Regions from separate parts of the Hordeum vulgare genome. Here all the other regions are linked to region 3. Evidence: chromatin contacts called from public Hi-C data. All regions are on one chromosome and are shown on one strand. The core of a region is the stretch at or near the end of the contact, and the rest is flanking DNA. Distances in the headings are between cores, read along the strand shown. Region 1 holds the start of LOC123425494 (U-box domain-containing protein 4). Region 2 holds the start of LOC123425499 (SUMO-activating enzyme subunit 2). Region 3 holds the start of LOC123425496 (GDSL esterase/lipase ACHE-like).

Region 1 (4,933 bases), core at 1,990-4,489, 400 kb before region 3:
TGTATTAGTGCAATCAAATTCATCATTGGCACTATCAACTTTCTACGGAGAGTCGCTCAATCATTCCGCATATCATCAATGTTGCCAAAATACCACACTAGAGAAGCTCCTACGATCCCATGCATGTGGCAAGTGCATGTGTTCATATATCTGGATATGGCCAGTGGCTCCTAGATAATACAAGACAAGCCATCGCATCATCACCATGGTCGTGATGTGCCGACAGTAGCTCAGTTAGGCCTTATTCGGTTGACAGGGATTTAGGAGGGGTTTCATAGGGCTTGAGGTGGATATAATCCCCTACAAGTCAAAATCCACCACAATCCCCTTCAATCCTGTTGATAAGAGGTGTAAGTGAACAAGGCCTTAAGCACGCTCAACCATGGATGGACATCTGCACTGCCACCACACACTACCGTCATGCACTCCTACACTACCTCAATGGATCAGTGTTATCCGGTGCCACACACCGACTCCATGCCATAGCCATCCAAACGGCATTGCACAAAGAGGAGAGTGGCAGTTGCATCATAATCCTCTCCACTAACGATGGGTCCCTCTAGTCATAACAGTCTTTAAAACAATGCCTTGTAGATCATCATATGGTTTGAAGGCACCTGGACCTTAGGGTTTCTCATGAAGCAATAGTAGTTGTGATGAAATAACTACTTTTGTATGCCTCCATCATGGTAATGACACAAGCAAACAACCTACCTCCCAAGCCCTTGGTCAACTGGCCCACGACACCCACTGCATGGCTGACCCACTTGGTAGAGTGAAGGAAGGCACATGCGGTGTCGTTGATGAGGGACTTTGGTTCTGGAGCGTCTTAAGGATGAATAGGGTGAGCCAAGTCACCGCACGAGGGCCACCGGAATCATGGGTGTGTGCCACCACAAAAAGGAGGCTTAGTACGATCGCATCGTAGATCCGCCAATTCATCAAAACAAATTGACATCGGAGACAACCCACACATCGATCAAAAGTCTCTCGAGGTAGAAGAATTGTCCCTCGTAGGAAGTGAAGAGCAATCCCCCACGCCACACGTTGGTCCAAAGAGCTCACCGGTGTCGAGGTAGAAGAATTGTGCCTAGGGTTTTCGCTTGTGTTGTCCCTTCAGAATGGGCCAGGCTAGGACCCAAATTTGGAGCCAACGACACACGATACACAGTGTAAGATTGGTTTTGAGACCTCCTATGCAGTGATGCACGCGTCCGTTATTAAGTTGGGGCTTGCAGGGTTGCTCGCATGGATCGCCACACGAGCGCCCTTACTCACTTGGAAAACAAAAGTAAAAAACGATCGTTCGCTTTGCTGGATCACGTTAGCAACCATTTTTTTTCCTTTTTTTTGTTGATCCGATAGGAAAAAACCTCCCAGTTTTTCTATTTCTAATGATGTGAAATCATTTTTTTTTACATATTTAAGGAAAAAAGTTCATCCACTTTTAAAAACAGTTCATCTCTTTTTAAAAAGGCTCATTGATTTTTGGAAAAGTTCATCGATCTTCAAAAAAGTTCATCAAATTTTTTAAAAAAGTTCATCGATTCTAAAAAAAGTTCTTCCATTCTGAAAAAAGTTCATTGATTTTGAAAAACAGTTCATCAATTTTGAAAAAAAAGTTCATGAAATATGAAAATGACTTCATCGCATGTGAAAAGAGTTACATCGATTCTGAAAAAAGTTCGTCCATATAAAAAAAGTTCATATATTTAAGAAAAAGTTTATCGATTTTTCGAAAAGTTCATCGAATATCAAAAATAGTTCATCCATTTGCAGAAACATTCACCTATTTGCTAAAAAATCATTTACCCGGAAGAAGAGAAAACAGAAAATGAAAAAGTAAAACAAAATGAAATAAAAAGGAGATAAGAAAGAACAAAATGGAGAAAAAACTATGTTACCACATCACGCTTGGTGTCGTGGTGGTTATACCAGGTTGCCTCGACTTGGGAGGTCGCTGGTTCCATTCGTCAAACAACTTTGCTTTTCGCGAATTAAAAACTTAGAAAAAACTCACGTTAAGTGGGCCGGGCCAGCGGATAGGCTCTTCAGGCGTCCGTCTGCAAACGGGCGCTGAAGCGCGAAATAGGATTTCCTATTGGTTTTATGATATGCTTGGAGGCTGGGCCTTTAAGCCGCAAGATTGATTACTGTGAGTTTTCGTGTAATGATAAAACCAGTGCACAAACACCCAAGGGCTTGAAGAAGAGACACCGTCGGAGCATGGAAAATGCTCATGTGGTACTACTCCCTCCGTTCCTAAATATAAGTCTTTTAAAAGATTTCATTAGATGTCTACATACGAAATAAAATAAGTGAATCTATACTCTAAAATATGTCTATATACACCCGTATATAGTCCACTAGTGAAACCTCTAAAATGACTTATATTTAGGAACAGATGGAGTAGTACGTAGTACTCCTTCCGTTCCTAAATATAAGACCTTTTAAAGATTACACTATAAACTACATACGGATGTATATAGACATATTTTAGAGTGTACATTCATTCATTTTGCTTTGTATGTAGTCTTTTAGTGAAATCTCTAAAATGTCTTATATTTTAAAACGGAGGGAGTACGTGGTATGATTCGTCGAATGACGCAGGACGGCAGGAGAAGCCAAAACGGCGTGAGATCTGTAGACACTGCGTCCAATTCCGGACGCTGCCATTTCCCTCACTTTCACGACGAAGACATCCAAAACCGTCAAAATCAGGGGAACTGTACTCGGGGACGGGGCACCCCTGCCGACCGCCGCGGCACCAACCCGCGCGTTTCTGCCTCCCACCCCAAGCCAAGCCCCAGCCCCGCCGCGGGCAAAGCAGCGGCATGGACCATGCCCACTGCGCCGCTCCACCACCTGCCGCTGCGCAGTGGGGCCACGAGGCGCCCAGCCCACCGGCAGCGCGGCGTGGTGCGGCCCGCTCGCTCTGCACGCGTCCTGCCGCTGCCGGCCTCACGTGCGCGACCGGGCGCTGGTTCATCGCGACGCACGTGTCGCGCGCTGAACTCTTCGCCCCCCACCGTGCTACCGGTTCGTCCCTAACGAGATACGGACCGCGTACCCCGCTGGATGCCTATCGGACGGCCATACCTTTCAGACGGTGGGTGGCGGTGAGGGGCCGTCTGATTCGGGATCTGACGGTGGCGGTGATCGTACCACCCAAAGAAGCGGAAGAAAAAAAAGGAGCGATTGAAGAGCCATTGCGCGAATAATAATAATACTTAATTAATTTATTGCTACTCCATCCCGATCCCCCTCCCTTATTTCATCCGCTCGCCCCACCGTCTCCTCCCCGAAAACGCAACGCACCCAATTCTTCCACCCCCAGCTCCCTCCTCCTCTCGCCTCATCGCCCCCGCCTGTGGCGGCATTTGCATCCGGCAGAACACGGCGGAGAGGATGGACTCGGACGCCTCCGTCTCCCCGCGGCGGCGGAGCTGCTACAGCGACAGCGGCGACTCCTCCTGTTCCGAGCCCTTCAGCGAGTGCGGCAGCGACGACCTCTCCTTCACGCCCGCCGCTGCCGCGGGCATCCACCGCCTCCTTCTCTCCTGCGCGGCCGAGGCCTCCGACGGCTCCATCTCCTCGCTCGTCGCCGAGCTCGAGTCGCCCTCGGCCTCGGTGGACTCGCTCCGCCGCGCGGCCATGGAGCTCCGCCTGCTCGCCAAGCACAACCCGGACAACCGCATCCGCATCGCCGCGTCCGGGGCCGTGCGGCCGCTCGTGGCCCTGCTGTCGCACGCCGATCCGCTGTTGCAGGAGCACGGGGTCACCGCGCTGCTCAACCTCTCCATCTGCGACGAGAACAAGGCCCTCATGGTCGAGGCCGGCGCGATACGGCCGCTAGTGCGCGCGCTCAAGTCGGCCGCGTCGCCCGCGGCTCGGGAGAACGCGGCCTGCGCGCTGCTCCGCCTCTCCCAGCTCGACGGCGCCGCCGCCGCGGCCGTCGGCCGCGCGGGCGCTATCCCGCTGCTGGTGGCCCTCCTCGAGACCGGCGGCCCGCGCGGGAAGAAGGACGCAGCCACGGCCCTCTATGCGCTCTGCAGCGGCGCGCGCGAGAACCGTCTGCGCGCCGTGGAGGCCGGCGCCGTGCGCCCCTTGCTGGACCTCATGTCGGACCCGGAGTCCGGCATGGTGGACAAGGCCGCCTACGTGCTCCACTCCCTGGTGGGTCTCGCCGAGGGGCGCTCCGCCACCGTGGAGGAGGGCGGCATCCCCGTCCTGGTGGAGATGGTGGAGGTCGGGACCTCGCGGCAGAAAGAGATCGCCACCCTCTCCCTACTCCAGATCTGCGACGACAACGCCGCGTACCGCACGATGGTTGCCCGCGAGGGAGCCATCCCTCCCCTCGTCGCCCTCTCCCAGTCCTCCTCCGCGCGCCCCAAGCTCAAAACCAAGGTACCAATCGCAGCTCCTCACCGAAACACAATCGTTTCGGCCATTATACATAATCACGGACAGAATCCGCAGCTTCGGTTATGCTAATTCCTTTTGCGATTCCACAGGCTGAGGCGCTGATCGAGATGCTACGGCAACCGCGGAGCGGGAGCCTGCGCGCCACCCGGCCGGCGGCGATCGTTGCGGCGGAGTGATGATACTGTTGAGCCACCAATTCCAACTTGGCCACGCCAGGTGGCGTGCGTGCGTGCGTGCGTTTTCCCCTTTCCCCGTGGCGAGAGCGAGACGAGCTGGCCAGCCGGCCGGCGTGCCTGCCCGTGTAAATAGCCAGTAGCGAGTTTGCGTCCGCGAGCGAGTGTACATTTCCCCTCAACCTCAAGCGAGATGATAAGAACAATGGTGGCGGAGCCAAGTCTCCTGTAAATTCCTCCTCCCCACTGTTCCTTTTCACTTTTTGTTTTCTACCAGTTTGGTTCGTTCCTCGGGGGAGGAAGCAAGCCAAATCCACGTGTGGTGAAGCAGCGAG
Region 2 (4,511 bases), core at 780-3,279, 440 kb after region 3:
CAAGACCGAAGACCAGAAGCAAGGCCCCGGCAAGCCCCTTCGTCGGGAGGAAGGCAGCAAGACCCCGACAAGCTCCTTGCCGGGAGAGATACCCACGCTCCAATGTACATCAAGCCCGACAGGGTCCCGAAGCATCGTTGTGCCAGCGCTGCGGCCAGCTGCCCCCTAGCCACTTGATACGTGTCATTCTGATTGACGCGTGTCGAGCGGAACCTGGGGGTACAGTGCCGATGGGACGCCCCCTTGTCCCATCTTTGGGGCACCCGACGAAGCCATTAATGTGTCTGCTAAGACGACAGTTCCATTGTAGCGCATTATGCAACTTGTGGGTGCACTGTGCTACCGTGCACCTCGTGAAAATCCTATGCTGCCCCTGTAGGAGACCCCTTCAGCGTATAAAAGGAGGCCCTGGGCATGCACCTGGGAAGGTTAGACAGTTAGACAATCGACGCTTAGCAGCTGATCACTTCTACACCATTAACACGAAGCAGGATTTGGGTTTTACGTCTCCAAACGGCCCGAACCTGGGTAAACAACGATCGTGCCCCGATCTTTAGGTCGGCTCTTCGCGCATCCACCTCCCCCGCAGAACTGCAAGGAACCCTTGGGTTCCATAGGTGCTCGTGTTCCACGATAGCGCTACCTCATCCCCGACGCCAACGAACAACGACATAGACATGTGCGACGTGCTTGCACTCCCCCTCCTGGCGTATCAGGGGAAGCAAACTGTCCATGCAACTCTGTCAACCGTGCCGCACAACTAGCCGAAACAAAGGAAAAAGTCATTTCTCTGGATTGTGCTGAGAGATAGTGTTAAGAAACCCAAATCCATGCCACCCACTTCATATCTCGTGGTTGATTTACTTATATTAAAAATTGTTTATCTCAAATCAATCGTTGTCGCCCAGTGTCGCCGCCCGTGCGTGAAATGTTGATTATTTCCTTAGTTCTTTCTTGTCCCTAGCCCAGCCTCACCAACAACAACGACTTTTTTTTCTTGGGTGGGTCCCATCGGTAAGAGAATATAGCACCACATTTATTTAGCGGGCCCTGCATGTAGGAAGGGATGGAATGGTCCACAAATGTCCAAGTTAGAGTCAAATGCCTTTGATCAGATGAAATGGAGGAGATGAGTATTTCCATAAAAGCACATAATAGATTGAGGCGGAACTTATTATAGATGAAAGCTCAGGATAAAATCACGAGGTAAGAAAAAAAATCTATGAATATGAAAGATATACTGTAAAAATGGAATGTCATGACAATTTCCAATCCTAGAGAAATTGAAAACGCATGAATTGTTTGTAGTTGTTGTTTGGTTGGCCATATGCATTATTTCCATAAAAGATTAAGCATGTCATCATTTCCATTGCAAGAAAGAAGATTTCCACAAGGCCGCATTATATCGACATCTTTCTTTAAAAACACATACAAAACAAACCGCAAGAAATAAGAATATATTTTCAGTCACACAAAGTCGATTTTTTTAAGAAATTAACCTCTCCGATATTGCTTAGGAGAATATTCAAACAGAATAGACCCTAAATTCGAGAAAAAAGTCCCTTCTATTTGAATTTTTACCTTTTTTTTCTAGGCCAAAGGGAACAGGGATTGAAAAGCCAAAGGTTATCCATAAAAAAAAAAGCCAAAGGTGAACCAGCAGTTCCCAAAAGGCTCCCAGCAGGCCCCACCGCCCGCCCGCCCACAGATCGTAGCATATCCATCTAGTCCATTGCCTAAAAAAATTAAAACAATCCATCCAGTCCAACCGTCCCGTCGTTCTGCAACTGCAAGGCTTGCAACCAGGCCGCGCAACTGACCACCACCAGCAGCCAGCAGCCAGCAGCCGCAGCGCGAGCGCGACCCCTCAATTTCCACGACGCTTCCTTCCTTCCCCGGGTGCGGAGCGACGCGACGCGACCCGCCTCACCTCATCAAAGCCTCCCTCCCTCCCTCCCTTCCTCCATCTCCCCCCTCCTCCCAAATCTCCCTCCCCCGAATTCCTTTCCCACCCAAACCAAACCCTCGGCGCCTCAAAACCCTCGCCGCCGCCGGCGCCCCCTCCCCCATGGCTGCCGCCGCCGCCGCCCCCGCCCCCGCCTCCTCGGAGGAGGCCATCAAGGTAGGCCACGCCGCCAGCCCTCTCCCTCCGCCCCGCCCCCGTGCTCCCGCCGCCGCGGGCGCTCGTGGGGATCTCCGCGGCTCGTGTTTTTTCTCCCCTCTTCCTGTTCCTGGGATCTCGGCGCCTGATTCGGTTCGTCTGGTGGTGCCCGTGTTCGCTTTTTGCGCAGGCGGCGAAGGTTCTCATGGTCGGGGCTGGAGGCATCGGGTGCGAGCTCCTCAAGACCCTCGCTCTCTCCGGCTTCAGCGACATCCACGTCGTAAGTTTGTTATCTACTACTACATGCCCCCTTGCTTCCGCACCCTTTGTTGACACCATGCCTAGGTTTAGTTCGAATCTTGTATGCGTATTAGCTATTTGTCGGCAGCACCGCGGTGGATGGCCGTTGCGTCTCTGTGTCGGTAGCGGGATCTGTGATGGTCTTAGCGTTGACTTGACGCTGAAAAATAGATGCATAAACGTTTTCCTTCAGGCTGCGCTTACTTCCCTCTGCGCTGTCTTGGTTTTAGGGCGCTGCTACTGCCTTCTTAGATTGTGATAACACACCTATGCTTGGCTATGACAAAATGACATACAGTCAATGCCACAAAGTGTGTCATTCCTGTTAAAAGTTACAGACAACGGTGTTTTCTTTTGTCAAAAAATACGTTGTGGATAGGGCGAGCCCAGTTGGCTCATGTTTTGTGCACTGTCATGAAAAGTGATATCTTCATGGTAGTTCCTTGAGGTTGATGTACCTTGAACGCAAAGTTGTTTTAAAATATACATGGAGTAATCCTTGTTCAGGCAACCAGAGCTACATGAATCAATTTGCTTGACACACTTCTGGGTTCATCTTGTTGCTTTTCTTATGCAGATTGACTTGGACACAATTGAGGTCAGCAATCTGAACAGACAGTTTTTGTTTCGGAAGAGTCACGTTGGACAGTCAAAAGCCCATGTAAGTATATTTTCTACACGAACATATGATAGGTATAGTTATCTTGGGTACTTCTTCATATTGATGCCTGCTTATGATGTTTTCACCATTGATTTTGTCAGGTTGCTCGTGATGCTATTCTGAAATTTAGGCCAAATATCAATATAAAATCACACCATGCAAATGTTAAGGATGCCAAGTTCAATGTTGACTTTTTCAAGCAGTTTAATGTAGTTTTGAATGGCCTTGATAACTTGGATGCTAGACGACATGTGAATCGCCTCTGCCTTGCTGCTGAAGTTCCGTTGGTTGAAAGTGGGACCACTGGGTTTCTCGGACAGGTGAGTTGACCAAATATCATGGTTTTTGTCTCTTGTTATCTTTGCATCTCCCTTGTCACTAATGCCTGTGGGTATTGTTATGCTTGTCTTTTGTATTTTGCTTGTAGCACTCCTGTTAGAAGGTATTCCATGATATTTGATTGTTAGCCAGTGTGCTAACCGCTGGTGATCCCTGTTCATTTTGTTAGTAATATAGCAGTAATATTTACCCTAGGTGTACAACTTTCCAGTTGAGATGGCCATTCTGTACACTCTGATAACATGGCTAAATGTTTGGTCTGGACCTTTGCACAATTACGCAAGGACACATGGGGAAATGCATTGTCATTTCTAAACTGGGCCTTCCGGGTGTAGATAAGCTCACATGTATAACAGAAAGTAGGCATCTGCCCACTCTCTTTCCACAAGAGCTGCTTATGCATGCTTTTTAAAAAATGACCGTGTTTAAAAAGCCTATATACACCCCGCTGCATGACTTGCTAGTATTTATTTATATTTTGTGTACATAACCATGAGTTGGTCGCGAGATCTTATGGGTTTCACCTACCCCAACTTGTTTGGGACAAAAGGCTTTGTTGTTGTTGTACACTTTGCATATGGTTGACATTTGCTTGTAGTCATGTACATATCATTGCATTTAGTAGTTGACTTGAAGCTGAAAATAGACCATCAAGAGCTGAATAAGTGACATAATCTGGAAACTTGTACATCGAATAGTTGTGCCGTGAACATGCAATATATGAGTCAGCATTTGATTCATGTAAATCAATTGCCAAAACCTAAGTGTTACCTTGATATAAATGCATACCATTTAGTGGCCAGGCCTAAACTGCTTGGTATAAAATGGGTTTTAACCATCCTCGTTATTTATAGCACATCTGTCAACTGTGAAACTGCAAGCTACAAATGGTCACTGAAATAATCAAGGTGTTTCTGGCTCTCTGCTGAATAGGTCAAGTTAATGCTTTACTAAAAGCAATTGGCATTCTATTTTGCAGGTTACGGTTCATGTCAAAGGTAAAACAGAGTGCTATGAATGCCAACCTAAGCCTGTCCCAAAATCATATCCAGTCTGCACAATTACAAGCACTCCATCAAAGGTTCCTCTTTTTGCCTCTGCATGTTTATT
Region 3 (4,458 bases), core at 1,085-3,584:
ACCCCCTAAATATAGCACCAATCACTGCCATGTTTTGATTCCAACATTTTTTTATTTGTAGTGCTAGTTTTGGCAATAAATAGCTCGATTTAGCCTTTTCGTCGAAAAATAGTCGGTGACATCGTCTTCTTGAAGCAACTTGTAGTGCCGGTCCGCCTGCCGGATCAAGCTAGTGGCCCATTGCGTTCCACTAAGAATATTTAAAGCAAAGCATCCACACATACTCTGACACCGCAGTAAAAATCTTCTGCACCAATAATTAATGTATGGCGTCCTATATATAGTACGATCACGCTGCTCGCATTTGTTTTTTCGCTCCATTTTTCTAGCCACCTACCACCTTAAGCTTTGGGTTCCACTAACAGAAGATAACGGAACATAAGCAATCTAGGTCTTACTTAGGGAAGTATCGAATGCAAGGTCTCTAACTAGCCAACTAGGTGTCACCTAATGCTAACACCAAACAGAAAGTAAAATTGAATTGTTTGTAGGATTACGAAGTCTTGCACACTAGTAGCGTTCTTGGAATTACTTCTGAGTTTTTCTTTGTTTGATCAAACCATATGAAAACAAAATAGGATGTAAATGAATCCTCGGGGGAAAATATTAACCTACGAATGAGAAAACACACACATCGAAACCAAAGGTTTCAATCCTGCCAATTTCTCTGAAAACATTTTTAATCACAAGCAAATCAAAGAGACATTAATCTAACGTTTCTTTCTGTCCCTCTCAAATCAGCATCCCATTGTCAGAAAGTTAAACCAGCATCTCCGAAAGCCAAAAGAGTACCGGTGCACGATAGTCCTCTCCAGCTGCAACCCAACACAAAATAAAATCTTCCCGTGACGCTGGCATCGTTCGAGTGATGTTCCGCACATGCAGCTTGCTAGCCTTTTCGTCGGATTGCGCGCGATGGTGTCGGCAGCCATCGATGGCGTGCCGGGTCCTGGATGGAGGCATGGGCGTCGCATCATTGCCACGGCACGGGCGCTCGCACGCACGCGGCGGCGGTGCCAAAGTGCAGCTTGCTTCAGCCGTCCTCCTGCGGCGCATCGCCCAAGGCCGCCGCTTTCCGGCGATGGACTGATGCCCGGCCCGCCGTCGCCGGACAACCGCATCTTATTCAAGGCAGGATGTGGATTGAAATGGCCTTTCAGTCTCACATGTTCCGGAGCAACAAAAGGGATGTGCTGTAGGGTAGAAAGGTCTTGTTCTGCTTGGCCCTTTCAGGAGGCTGGAGGCATCCCTTCTTTTTTACTCTACACTCCAGTGAGTGACACAAAGTAGAACAAACAACATCGTAGGTGCAATAGAATAGTGCTCCAGCTACTTCGTCCGTCTTATAATATAAAATCGTTTCTAACACTACATTAATATAAAAAATGTTTTTATATTATGAAACGGAGGGTAGCATTTTGTTGCTCCAAGAGAGGTTCTTGATTAAGTTTTTACAAGCTAATTTTACTGTACTCCTGCAGGTTACTGCGTGTCTGCCAACTTTTATTCTCCTTCAGAAAACTCTGAGAAAGCGTACAACTACACTGTAGTAGTACATGGTTTTCTTCGCAGCTGCACCGCTACGTACGCATGGTACGAATTAAAGCTACATTTATTGGCTCCTGCAAGTGTAGGCGGTAGGTTTTGGCCATAACAGCCCCGTGTGCAGCCGTGCAAGAAGAACCGAAGGATAGATCGAGCGGGTGAAAAGTAACAAAAAAAGATCCACGGTAGTACAGCGACTTTGAAGGGCTTCTGACAGTACTGAAGGTAGTCCTCAAATAAAAAAAAACAGTACTGAAGGTAGTCCTCAAATAAAATAAAAAACAGTACTGAAGGTGCTTGCGCGAGCCAAGACGCGGTACGTACGTACCGATGAAGTCGACGACGAGGCGGCCGTCGCAGTAGCGGCCGGCGGGCATGCCGAAGAAGGTCCTGCCGTTGGGCGGCGGCGCGGCGCCGAAGGCCGCCGACAGCCCGCCCGTGTCCGAGTTGGAGTCCCCGAAGTTGAACACGGCCGGGAAGTGGCAGTCAGCGCCCGCGCCCACGCCCGCGGAGGCCTGCAGCAGCAGGAACACGAGCGGCAGCAGCGCCGCGGCTCCGGCCGTGGCGGTGCGGCCAGAGCCAGCATACGCCATTCCGTGGGTCAGGTGAGCGTGACGCAGTGAGAGAAGGAGTGCGCGCGGGCGGGCGGGCGGGGAGGACGGGGCGCCGGCTGCAGCGGGGTGGTGGGGTTTTGAGGCGGTCGCGGGATGGATGGATGGGTGGATCGGCGGATGGAGATGGGCGTGAGCCCGAATGCGGGGCGCGGTGCCGCGGCCGATAGCGATAGGGGGCGTGCGTGGTGGGGGTGACCGGTGAGTCGGTGATATGACTGCGCCTGCGCGGATGGGATTGGAACGCTGCGTCCGTGGCGTCTGTTCTGTTGAACTGTTGGTGGATTGCGTTACCGTACGTTACGCAAATTCATCGCAAGAAACGTTGCGTGTATAGTACTTACATACACCGATACACGGGGTGACGGTGCTCACGGGCGCGCCAGTCCGTCCGCCCTCGTGGTCCGGCGCGGGATTCGAGGGTGTTCGTTTGCTGTTGGCTCGTGGTTATCTTCTCTTGTGCTCCGAGAAGTGGAGCTTGTGACGCTACGCTCTAGATATGGGCTAGGCTCTTCTTTTTTCCTTTTTTATTTGGCCAGTATTTGGCGCCGGTCGACCGGTCCAGCTTTGGGCCGGTCAAACCATGTGCGTCCGATTTGGCATCTCTCAGCCATCTGATCTGGTCAACGCCATCCTTTACTTTTTTTTAGGACGAAAGGAAAAAAGAGAAAGCAAGGAATGCACGTGTTGAGGTGCGAGGATGTTTTTGGTTGGCATAGTAAGCTTGTCACTATTTGCATATCCTAAGCCTGTCACGAGTTTGACTCATTTAATGGCATGTACACTTATGGCCAGTGATGAATTTTGGAAGAAAATGAATCGAGGGTTCAATGTCAAATGTGTGTATAAAAAGTTAAAACCTTTCGATATTTTTGTCTAAATAAGATGAAAAAAATATAGTATGGTAGTAAATTTTCTTTTCTAACTTTTGAAGGAAGGGCTCGAGCCTGTCGAAGCCCGTGCTAGATTCACCACTACTTATGGCAAGAATTTTTGTATGCAAACTAGACTCCAACTCGAGAAAATGTGACATGATGATATCAAGTGTGACAAAGAGTGATGCCAACTTTGATAGTGTAACCTTAGGCCCGTGTAGCAAAAAAACTATGGCAAATAGTGATGAACATAATATAGATCAATTAGAAACAAATTATTATATATATTTATTTGGCTCACTCGGATGGAACCGTGCCCTTCTCCCTCCTTGGGAACCGTGCCGTCGAGGCAATTTACCTCTCCTCACCCTCCTTCCTCCCCACCCACCTCCATTACTGTGCCTCCCCTAAACCCACCCAATCCATTCATCGAGCAGCATGGTAGGAGTTCGTCGTCGTAGGATCAGGGTCCACCGGCGACGAGGGTGGCCGAGCCGGTACCGTTGTTGCTTCATGTAGCGTTGTCGCCTTTGCCAATCGAATTGAACTTGCCGAAAGCGCGTAGGGAGATGTTGTTGGGGATATGCCCCACGGTATGACCCGGCTGTCAAGTAGGCGGCTCATGAATAGGTTCATTGTATGGCCCGCGAAAGCCCCGAAGTTCAAAGCCCATGAGGCAGCTCATCAAGGAAGGCCGGCTTGTGGATTAGTACTTGGCGAGCCGGCTCATGGAGGGAGTCATAAGGAATTTCCTTTACTGGAAAGACAAGGCAAGGAGAAATAGACTAGGTCACGGGTTGTTTTACGACTCAGGTTCTATTATAACTTCAGGGTCTTAACCTATATATATATAAAAGGGACCCCCTGAGGTCGGAAGACTAAGTAAGAAACCCTGAGAGCTAAGTTAGCGATTCCGCACCGTAATCGAGATTACCATCATTAATAACACACAAAGCAGGACATAGGCTTTTACCTCCATCAAAGGGGCCGAACCTGGGTAAACCCTTGTCTCTCGTTCTCGATCAGCCCCATCCAAGCAACCACCTAGTTGCAATGGCTCCTAGACTTAGTCCTCTCGCTAGGACATCTCCCGGGACAAAACCACGACAGTTGGCTTCCACCATGGGGATAACGCACGGTGGTATTGAGTTCTTGGAGGAAGTTCTTCGAGGGATCGAGGGATATGCGATCGGTCGGATGCCCAAGAGTCATCGTGGCAAGCTCTACATCAATGATTCAGGCTAGGGTCTCGAGGCCGGCTCAATCGAGTACACGTACTGAGTCCCCTTTGGCAAGATCCACATCTTCATCGGCAAGATCGGCGAGTCACGACCCGAGCCGGAGATCCGCATCAACATCGTCGAGCCGGCTCGGCGCACCCAACCCGGTGAGGTTCAAACCGGTTGGAATCATGTCTTCGTCGGCTT

What was found. A called contact is a pair of places that touch in the nucleus more often than the background predicts.
Region 1: a Hi-C map of leaf shows a contact between it and region 3, with 2.6 times the contacts expected there. The contact joins the promoter of LOC123425494 here to the promoter of LOC123425496 in region 3. A contact is called at or near these places in 2 of 6 Hi-C or Micro-C datasets (leaf and seedling) and 1 of 1 datasets of contacts at active chromatin or transcription factors (embryo).
Region 2: a Hi-C map of seedling shows a contact between it and region 3, with 5 times the contacts expected there. The contact joins the promoter of LOC123425499 here to the promoter of LOC123425496 in region 3. A contact is called at or near these places in 4 of 6 Hi-C or Micro-C datasets (leaf and seedling) and 1 of 1 datasets of contacts at active chromatin or transcription factors (embryo).

The regions. Positions count from the first base shown.
Region 1 is chr2H:126,708,504-126,713,436 of MorexV3_pseudomolecules_assembly, forward strand. LOC123425494 (U-box domain-containing protein 4) reads left to right here and starts at 3,240. Exons shown (of 2, transcript XM_045109192.1): 1 at 3,240-4,407; 2 at 4,515-4,933. The coding sequence starts at 3,409. The coding sequence ends at 4,601.
Region 2 is chr2H:127,552,574-127,557,084 of MorexV3_pseudomolecules_assembly, forward strand. LOC123425499 (SUMO-activating enzyme subunit 2) reads left to right here and starts at 2,030. Exons shown (of 11, transcript XM_045109195.1): 1 at 2,030-2,122; 2 at 2,292-2,381; 3 at 2,979-3,062; 4 at 3,164-3,382; 5 at 4,381-4,482. The coding sequence starts at 2,069.
Region 3 is chr2H:127,107,353-127,111,810 of MorexV3_pseudomolecules_assembly, forward strand. It overlaps LOC123425496 (GDSL esterase/lipase ACHE-like), which reads right to left and starts at 2,335. Exons shown (of 6, transcript XR_006621839.1): 1 at 1,874-2,335.